3 separate regions of the Sus scrofa genome follow, and regions 1 and 2 are each linked to region 3. A link is a contact called in public Hi-C and HiChIP or PLAC-seq data. All regions are on one chromosome and are shown on one strand. Each heading gives the region's core, a stretch centred on a gene start, on an enhancer-like site or on the middle of the called end of the contact. The rest is flanking DNA. Distances are from core to core; before and after follow the strand shown. Region 1 overlaps LOC110260611. Region 2 has its middle 71 kb from the start of PPARA. Region 3 has its middle 24 kb from the start of WNT7B.

Region 1 (2,926 bases), core at 246-2,745, 78 kb before region 3:
CCCTTTGAGCTGCTGTGACAGTGTCCGCAGGGCATGGCAGCTGCTTCTCCCGCCGCCACCATCTATTGCAAAGCCAGGTGGACTCGGGCCGCAGGCCGGTCTGCAGCTGCGGGTGGGGAGGGACTGGGTCCCTCGGCCCGGACGAGGAAGAGGAAGCACCATCGTGGACCCCAGGGCCTTCCAGCAGCAGGTTCCAGGCGACCTTGAGGGACGGTTTCGGCTTCCCTGGAGACGGGCTGGGTGAGGGTCCCTCTGGGACTGGCAGCCTGCTCTGCGCGCGGTGAGGACCCGGGGCGGGTGCAGCCCCCCCGTGTCGTCGCCCATCGCGAATCCAGCCGTGACCCCAACCCTCACCTAATTTCCACACGAACCGGCGGCTCAGGGTTACTCTCCATTGCCCTAGCCACCCGGCAATCTGCTCCCCGCTGCCTTGAAGGCCTGTCGCCCCTAAGGTTCTGCTCCCACCCTAAGCTGGTCAGTGCCCCCAGGACGGCAGTGGCAGTGGCCCAGCAGAGGTATCTGTGACATTTCACGACAAGCACCTGCGAGCTGAGTTCTCTGGGAGGAGCCGAACCACCCAGTTGGCAGGTTGGGCAAAAAGTCCCCAAGTTGTCACCCATCAGCTCCTGCGAACACCGCCCCCCCCCACGAGGTGGGGAAGTTGGCACCTCCTTTGGGGCACCAGGCGGGGTCTGGGGCAGCTGCCCTGAACCAGCCCTGGGCGAGCTCCTCAAAGACAATGGAGCTTTGGTGCCCCCAGGCCTCTGGCAGGCCCGTCGGTCTCCCTGGAGGATGAGCCGCCTGGGTTTTTTTCAAAGCTGGATCTCATTTTCTGCCCACGTTGCTGACCTCCGAAACCTCTTGGGTAGTTTTCCAGAGCCCTCTGGATCCATCAGGGGCACATTTCATGCCTCTGCTCACAGCATTCATGGCCAGGTCACTGGGCACCCAACAGATGCCAAGTGCAGCCTGGCGGGCACAGCTGCACAGGCCTCTGGCCGCCTACGGCCGGGCCAGGCCTTCCCATGCCGTGGGTCCACGGGCTCTGGCTGCCTCTTGGCCTCTCAAATCTGATCTCCGGTCAAATTCCACAGCTCCTTCCTTTAAAAAAAAAAAAAAAAAAAAAAATCGCTCTTTGAAAACAAACAAAAATCCCCGAACGGAGACTCCAGAAGAGCTGGCGTTGCCGCAGCTTCATTTTCTCTCTTTCTCTCGGCCTTCCAAGAAACTGCAGGAACAGTTCAGCCCTCTCGTTTCACCGATGGGTAAACTGAGGCCCAGAGAGGCGAAGGGGCTTCTTCAAGGCTCCCCCCCCCGCCCGTGGTTCTACGGCACAGCCCTGCGCGACGGAGCCCGGGGCCCCTGACTCAGGTCCTGCGTCTGATCCTCAGCAGCTGCTGGTCTTGGGCAAGAAAAGACAGAGCCTGGGCCTGTAGCCTGTTAAGACCAGGACTGGCCAAGGCCCTGGGCGGGACTCTGGGCGCTCACTCCACCGAGGGATGTCAGCCAGGACGGGCAGGCCCAGACCGCTGGGTCCCCTGGCACAGGGCAGGCCAGCGCTGGGGAAATGTGGAAAGAAACCCCTCGGGGGGAGCCCTGAACCTCAGGGCAAGTCTCAAGGAAAGCGGGCTGGCTCTAATGGAAACCAGTCAGCGGGCCAAATGCAGCAGGACCCCCCCTCCCCATGGTTTCCATGGGGACGGAGCCGGGTAGGCGGAGCTCTGGCACGGCTGCGGCAGCAGATGTGGCCTGTGCAGGGCTGGCGTGGGGCGGTGGGAGGGGCCGCGCCTGGCAGCAGGGCCCTGGGACGTGGCAGGCCCAGGGCTGGATTCGGTAACGAGCCTGGGCTGTGGGTGTGCCACCTCCAGGAGGCTCCCTGATTCCGCGGGTACATGCGCTGGGGCTCCAGGCTGCCCTTTGCTTGGCACCCGGCTGGGCCAGCTCCCACCGGCACCACCTCATCCTGGGCCTGGGCCCCCAGGAGGGCCCACGGTTGCTGAGCAAGGTCCCCTGCCCTGTGAGCTGGCACCCCCGCCGATCTGGGCTCTAGCCCTCCAGGAAGGACCCGACACTCCGTAAGGTCTGCTCCACGCCCCTGGCCCCTGGACGATGCTGCCACCCGCTCCTGCACCCCGAGCCGGGCCGCCCAGAGCAGGCCCCTCACCTCTCTCAGGTGTCCTGGGAGAGTCCAGCGGGCTCTGAGCCTCTCTGAACCACAAGGAAGCCTGGGGATCGGGGGGCAGGAGCACCAGGGAGGGGCCCTGCAGAGACGGACCGCAGGGTCTCTCAGCCCTGCCAGTGCCCCCTATTCGCGGGCAGAGAGCAGGTTTCACGAGAGCTTGTACGCGGCACCCAGACACCTCTGCTCTGCCTTCACCCCAGGGAGCCCCCCGACCTGGGACCCAGCCGTGGTGACACCATCTCGCAGCCAACCCACAGACCCGAAGATAAGGTGTGCGTGTCTCCACAGGAGCGAAGTCAGGGTCCCTCTGATGCTGGGGGCTGGGGGGCGTAACGAGCCCTTTGCTGCCAAACCTGAGAAAAACCCGGGGCTCCTGGTCCACACCGCGGGCCCCGATGCGATGGAAGGACTGACTGGCAGGGAGCAGCAAGGAGCATCCTGAGACCGTGCGAGCCGGCCAACGGTCTTGCCCACTTCAGCTTCTGCAACATCGACCCACAGTTTTCCTCCTGGGGTTTGAGTGTTAAGCTCTGCAGCGCTTCTAAGATCACCTGGGCCTAAAACCACGTACGTTTCCCACTCTGGGCCGCAGGCACACGGGGAGGAAGGACCAACCCACGGCTCCCTCCTCCTCGTCGCCTGCTGCCACGCCGCACCCTGTCCACGCCCAGCCAGCACTCTCGGCACAAAGGCCTGGAGCCCTCGCCCAGCGGGGCGCTCGGGGTGTGGTCAGCCCGACCAGCA
Region 2 (3,314 bases), core at 545-3,044, 110 kb before region 3:
GGCTGCTGCCCTCCCATCAGGACCAGCACCCCCCTCCCCCCCAGAACAGAAGCACCAGAAGCTGCTTATCGCTTCCTGTCCCGCCTGGGGACTTCTTAGAGCACCACGGCTCCATGCCCAGCTCCAGACCCTCTCCTGGGACCCAGCTGGGCCTAGGGACCTGGGCGCCCCATGGTTCCCTCAACTGCTACCCAGCCAGGCCTGATTCCCATGGGGCAGGGTGTGAGGAGTGCCTGACCCTGAGGTCCAGGGATGCCCAGGGTCTCTCTTGAGTGCCCCTGGGCAAGGGGGTGTAGGAAGGGTGGGGACACAGGCCTGGCTTCCTGCAGGTGGGCCTCCCACCCCTAAGAGGCCCTAAGGTCAGCTCCTAGAGGCATGGCCCAGACCTCACCTGCTCGGGGCTCTTAGGGTTAGGCCTGACCCCTGTTTCAGTAGCTGTCCACTCATCAGCCCGGGCAGCTGGGCCTCCTCTTCCACCCCCCATCTCTGCCTGAGTCAATGCCCAGATGCCTTTGGTGTCACTTCCCAGTGTTTCTCGAACCTGCACACTTCAGGGCCCTCCTGAGTTACCCACTACCGTGGTCCAGGCACATCTGCTTTGGCCCGAGCCCAGTGGCCACCACCTCTCAGGTCCCTCCACTTACACAAGGCCCTCTCCTCTCATGGCAGCCAGAGGGACCTTGGGCAAACGCAGAGTGGCTGGGCCATGCTCCAGTCCTGTGGGAAAGCCACTGGTGTGACTTGCCCAGGCCTATCTGGGAAACTGAGTTAAATTAAGTCAAAGAAGTCTCCTTAGGTTTGAACATTAAAGGCTTGTCAGAGCCTTTAATGGGCTCACCACAGCATGACTCCAAAGAGGACACTGTGGGCAGCAGCTCTGGTCAAATTCATCCAGGGGGACCTCTGAGTCCACGTGCATCTCATGGCCTTTTCAGGGAACAGTCACCCCCTCCTCAGCCTGGGTCCTTAGGGTTCCCAGGTACCGGCCGCCAGCCTCACAGGGCCTCACCTGCCAGTTTCCGCATGGCTCTGGGCCACCACACCAGAGTCTGTGCTCCCTCTAATTGCACATTTAGTGGGCATTTATTATTTTTTTTATTATTTGCATTTTTAGGGCTGCACCCACAGCATATGAAATTCCCAGGCTAGGGGTCAAATCGGAGGCGCAGCTGCAGGCCTACACCGCAGCTGCTGGCCTATACTGCAGCCACAGCAATGCTGGATCCCAGCTGCCTCTGTGACCCACACTGCAGGTTGCCACAATGCCGGATCCCAGACCCACTGAGCAAGGTCAGGGATTGAATCCACATCTTCACAGATCCTAGTCGGGTTCCTTACCCCTGAGCCACAAGGGGAACTCCCAGTGGGCACGAGGCATCGGGCTAGGTGCTGGGGACACTGAGGAAAGAGTACACGTCCCTGGAGCTCAGAGCCTGCGGGGGGTAATGGACCACGCCAGGGCAGATAAGGAACACGGGAGTTGGTGGGGCGGGGGGCGCGGGGCCGAAAGACCAAGCAGCCCTGGCAGCCCCAGCGGCCTGGAGCATCAGCCGGGCCTGAGCGTCCTCCCTGGACGCGAAAGGTTTCACAGCACCAGCACCCCTCAGCAACCGCGGCACCCAGATGACAGCATGGATATCGCCCCGGCCGCAAAAATGTTCAAACCTCCCTCCGCCTTCCCGGCCACAGGAGGGACCGACCGCCAATTCCCCCGTGAGTCACGGCCCACGCGGGCTCCAGGCTCCCCCGCTGCGCTCGGAGTTTATTAAGTCGCCCGTCGTAGGCCACGCCCCTCCCCGAGAGCATCCAATCGGAGCACGCGGCCTCCTGAGACCCGCCCAGCCCCGGCGCACCTACTGCCCGACGCGCCGGCGCTCGCTCTGGTTACAAGGACCAAAGAAGCCCTCGTTCCGCCGCGGGGGCGTCGCAGTTTCCTTTGGCTGGAGGGTTAGGACAGCTCAACCGAGGCCCCAGGCAAGGTCATGAACGCGGCGCCTTGGAGCCGCGCTGGCTCCTCATCTCGCCGAGTCTGCCTGCGCGGCCCGCCTGGCCCGTGTTTGTGGGCCTCGGACCCGACATTCCCTGCAAGGGCCAGTCTTCTTGTCCTCGGCCTGGGCAAGGAGTTGGGCTCAGAAAGGGCCAGGGGTTTCCCTGAGGTCACACTGCTGGTGTGTGGCTGAGCCGGGGCCTTCCGCCCGGTGGTCTCCTGTTCCTGGGTTCCTTCTGGGGCACCCTGACCCCTCCCCAGCGTCTCACGGCTGCTGGGGCGAATATCTGTGGGTCAGGGGACCTACTGGATGCTGGCCTCCCTACCCTCAGCCTCCCCCGGGCTGGGGCACATGGGCTCCTGGAGGATGCCTCCCTCTGGGGGTGACCACAGACCACCTGCTGGGCAGCTCCCCCAGTCCCCAGCTCCCACAAGGGCCCCTGCTGAGCCCGGCCGGGAGCCTCAGACCCCCCTGGTGGTGGGCCCTCTGGCTGGCCCCCGGGCATTGGGGGTCCTGGGCCTCCCTCCGGTGACCCCTGCAGACAGGGCCTTCCTTGCTCCTGGCCCTGCCACCCCCCACCTGCCCCCCCACTCTGGGCACATCCCCAGCCGCTGAGAAGGGGTTCCACTCGCTCCTGCCCGGTCCCACCTGCTGAACCCAAGGCTTCTGGTCCAGGAAGAGTCATCCCTTTCCAAGGCCTTGGGTCCAGGCCAGCGGACCGCTCTAGGCAGGGCTTGGCGGCCCACCGCTCCCGGCTGCCACTGCCTCCTGCTGCCACACGGTGTCGCTGTTGGGAAAGGCACAGCCTGATGGCAGGGGCCGCCCAGCTGGCGGTGGTCCAGGCCCCCTTCTGGCTGGCCAGGAAGAGGGGGAACTAGAGGGATGACAGCAGGGCTGGGCCCAGCGCCAGTGAGGCGCCCAGGACACGGAACTGAAGGAGGCGCTCACCCTCTCAGGGCAACAGGGCAGCCGTCACTCTGACAGGTGGGGCCAGGGCCAACAGGGTGGGGTGGGGCACTCTGCCTTCCCGGTGCTTCCTCCATAAAACACCTTACAGAACGTGCTTTATGACTGGGTGGTGTAAAGGTGAATATAATGCAAGCCGGGTTCATTGTTATAGGTACCATATGTTCTGTTGTGTGTGTTATTATATACATTGCTATACATATTGTATATTGTGTGTCACATATATTTAATATTGTATTCTTTTTTCCTTCAGAGTTTGAAAGGACTTTAAAGTGTTTTGTGGGCCCCTAATGGTATGTGGGCCCTGGCTCTGTGCCCACCGTGCTGATAGACAGGCTGGCAGTGCCCTGTGAGGGCCCC
Region 3 (3,200 bases), core at 308-2,807:
GCTCCAGCCTAGCCCGGTCTCCCCGAAAAGCTGACAAAAGCCAGCTGCCCTCCCAGGGGTCGCTCGGCAGGCAGACACCCGGAGGCGTGATGCCTGCCCTGCTCTGGCACGGGCGGGAGGCTGCCAGGGGGGCCCTTGGAAATCTCCTTCCACTCCCACTCCCAGGGGCTCTGCAGCTCTTTCCGGAATGGCTTCCCGATGAGGTAATGCCGCTTGGAGCGAGGGAGGAGGCCACGGGAAACGCTGCTGGCCTGGCCCCAGTTCGCCTGGAAGGTGGCTGCTCGCGGCCTCCGGGCCTGCCCGCCCTGAGCTGCCAAGCAGGGAGAGGACGCCGGGCCCGGGAGCTTGGCAGCTCGCTCTGGGGCACCAGGGGGGACCTCAGGCATCCGCCCATCTCCTGGCCCCGACCGTGTGGCCCCCAGACCCAGCCTTGGCCGCATCCTCACTCTGAGCCTGAATCCCTGGGCCCAGGGCCGGGTGGGAGTGGATGCTGGGCCGCGAGGGAGGCCCCGCAGGGCCGTCGGCTCCGGGAACCGCTCTGCTTGCTCGCTCCGACCTGCCAAGCTGCTTATTCCTGGAACACGAATCTTTTCCGGCCACAGAGCTGAGAGCTCGAGGCCGCCCGCCTTCCTGTGCCGGGGCCAGACGGAAACGCCAGGCTGGCGGCTGCGGAGCACAGGGTGGCTAGGGCTGTCCGCCTGCGACCCCCTCAGGCCGCCTCTGGCTCCCTGCGAGGCCGGGGCCCCCTTCCCTAGAAAGCCTGGCACCTCTCCCTTCCTGGGGGCTCTCATCAGGCTCCCCTGCAGGTGGAACCTGCCCAGGGGGAGCCAGAGAGAGATGGGAACAGAGCAGGGAAGTGGCCCAAGGAGCGACTCACCTCCCTCCCCACGGCCCTGCGCTGCTGGGTGGCAGAGGCCACAGGAGCCAGCAGGACCCAGCAGCCCTGGGACCTCCCAGGGGGCGGAAGGCACTAAGGTGTGAAATTGCCCTGGCACAGCAGCCCCACGAGGCCTCATCGCGTCCTCCCTGGGACCTGGGAGCCAGAGAAGGGTCACGTCCTCAGAGGTTGGGCCCGGTAGGAGGCCACGGGATGCTGGTGGTTGTGCCCAGGGAGCAGGGCAGGCCTTGGCTTCTGCAGGCCCGGCTGGCTCCTGTCTGCTGGCTCCTGGCTGGGCCTCCATTTCCCCATCTGCAGACGGGAGGCGGTGGGGGGTGGGGCTCAGCAGGCCGCCGGGAGCCCCCCAGGCCTGACGGCCCAGGACCAGGACCGCAGCTGTGTGGGGCAAGCCTCTCTCTGGGCCTCGCCTTGAATTTCGGGTTGGAAGAGACCCAGAGACGGCAGGGCAGCGCCCCATGCACAGAGGAAGGCCTGGCAGGCCCGGGTCGTGCGGGAGTTAGCCGCCGGGCCAGGATCCTAGCCCAGACTCCTCTGCTGGCCCCGAGTGACCCAGCTGGGCCTCCTAGGGCTCCCACCCGCTTTCCCTGCACAAAGCACCAGCCCCTGCGCTGGGAGGGCCACCTCCAGCTCCCCGGGTTGGAACTGCTCCCCTCTGCTGCCCTCTGGTGGCTGAAGGGACACATGGCGGCCCAATCCCCAAATCCCTGGCACTGTGGGGCCAGGCACGGACAGACCCAGGGACACCCACAAATGTGGGTACCCACAAGCTGGCACGCCCACAGAGACACATGTGCCCTCACTCGGAGCCCTGCTAAGAGCATCACCTGTGTTATCAACCACCTCGGTTATTTCACTGATTCTTCCTATTTTCCCATGGACCCGGCTTTTTTAAGAGTCCCCTTTGCAGATGGAGACTCTAAGGTTCTGGGAGTCAGTGGGCCCGATGGGTGGGCCCTGTGGCTGGTGATGTTTGCCATCGGACACCTGGAGTGGAAAAGCCCAATCAGCAGCCACGGGGCCTTGAGGCTGGGGGAGGGGGGAGGGGAGGGGAGGCTGGGCTCACTGTTCTATGGGGGTGGGATGCCCTGATAGAGGAAGAGAAGGGCCCGGGTCATGGGAACAGGAAGGTGTGTGTCTGGGACACTCTCCCGGGGCTCCGGGTGCAGGGCCAGGAGTGTGGTGGTGCCACCATCCTGAGGCCTCCAGCCTTGGGGGCCAAGGGGAGACACGTCCCACAACCACACCTGGAGTCCCCAGAGCCATCAGCACCATCTGCTCTGGCTTTTAGCCTTCAGGGCCAGGCTCTGCACTCACTGAGTCCCCACCCAGGGTCAGCTCTCAGCCCAGGGGCTGCACGCCCCTCCCCCAGGCCTGTCCTGGTCACCCAGGGCTTTCGTGGGGGAGGGAGATGCGCTCAGAGAGGTCCAGAAACCTGCCTGAGGCCACATGGTGGCTGTAGCGGTGGGCTCTGTAAGGCCCGCATTTCTTTCTTTCTTTCTTTCTTTCTTTCTTTCTTTCTTTCTTTCTTTCTTTCTTTCTTTCTTTCTTTCTTTCTTTCTTTTTTAAAGCTTTTTAGGGCCGCACCTGCCGCATATGGAGGTTCCCAGGCTAGGGGTTGAATCTGAGCTTCAGCTGCCAGCCTACACCATGGCCGCAGCAATGCAGGATCTGAGCCTCATCTGCGACCTACACTACAGCTCACGGCAATGCCGGATCCTTAACCCACAGAGCAAGGACAGGGATCGAACCTGCAACCTGCAACCTGCAACCTGAGATTGTTTTCACTGCGCCGTGACGGAATGCCTTTCAATTTTTTTCTTTTTTTTAAGGCCCACCTTTCTGAGAGCATCATCAGGATGGGAGCTGGGAGGGCTGATGGGTGAGCAGCTAAGACGGTGCTGGGGGCCCCCTCTCTGCAGGGCCTTGCTCACGGGGGCGCCCCTCTGCCTGATAACGTCTAACATCCTTATTGGGGTCTTCAGCCAGGTTCCAGGCCTGCCCACCCCCGGTCCCCGGGCCCTGCCTGGACCCCGTGACAGTGAGCATGATGCTGGCGCCAGGCTGGGCACAAGACAGGGACCCAGCAGAGCCAGATGGTTTCAGGGTGGGAAGAGCCATCATCCACTGAGCCCAAGAGTCAACTCTGGCCCCTGGGGAAGCTGAGGCCCGGGTCGAGGAAGGGCTCGACCAGGCCCAGTATGGGTGGGACCAGAGTCGGGATCCAGGGGGTTCCCTTCAGGCCCCATGTCTGTGGAACGGAGTCCCAGGGGCACAGTGGGGACAGAGGACAGGTGGCATCTCC

Evidence for each region. Hi-C and Micro-C count contacts between places; a contact is called where the count stands out from the background. HiChIP or PLAC-seq counts read pairs in DNA pulled down with a chosen protein or histone mark.
Region 1: an H3K27ac HiChIP or PLAC-seq map of skeletal muscle shows a contact between it and region 3. The contact joins two enhancer-like sites. A contact is called at or near these places in 12 of 47 Hi-C or Micro-C datasets (blood, embryonic fibroblasts, fibroblasts and 6 more) and 1 of 2 datasets of contacts at active chromatin or transcription factors (skeletal muscle).
Region 2: a Hi-C map of alveolar macrophages shows a contact between it and region 3, with 4 times the contacts expected there. The contact joins two enhancer-like sites. A contact is called at or near these places in 4 of 5 promoter capture datasets (fetal liver, fetal skeletal muscle and liver), 26 of 47 Hi-C or Micro-C datasets (adipose tissue, alveolar macrophages, blood and 15 more) and 2 of 2 datasets of contacts at active chromatin or transcription factors (alveolar macrophages and skeletal muscle).

What each region holds. Positions count from the first base shown.
Region 1 is chr5:3,417,931-3,420,856 of Sscrofa11.1, forward strand. The region is part of intron 2 of LOC110260611; the gene reads right to left. Among named protein-coding and RNA genes, the nearest start is that of PPARA, 98 kb to the left of the region's middle. Within about 2 kb of position 1,496, at least 38 of the 83 cell types and tissues checked have an H3K27ac peak or open chromatin away from gene starts, as enhancers often do. A contact at or near this core is called in embryonic fibroblasts, liver, omental adipose tissue and 1 more, where this site is marked.
Region 2 is chr5:3,390,252-3,393,565 of Sscrofa11.1, forward strand. No RefSeq gene overlaps it. Among named protein-coding and RNA genes, the nearest start is that of PPARA, 71 kb to the left of the region's middle. Within about 2 kb of position 1,795, at least 49 of the 83 cell types and tissues checked have an H3K27ac peak or open chromatin away from gene starts, as enhancers often do. A contact at or near this core is called in adipose tissue, alveolar macrophages, embryonic fibroblasts and 3 more, where this site is marked.
Region 3 is chr5:3,495,899-3,499,098 of Sscrofa11.1, forward strand. No RefSeq gene overlaps it. Among named protein-coding and RNA genes, the nearest start is that of WNT7B, 24 kb to the right of the region's middle. Within about 2 kb of position 1,558, at least 46 of the 83 cell types and tissues checked have an H3K27ac peak or open chromatin away from gene starts, as enhancers often do. A contact at or near this core is called in adipose tissue, alveolar macrophages, embryonic fibroblasts and 6 more, where this site is marked.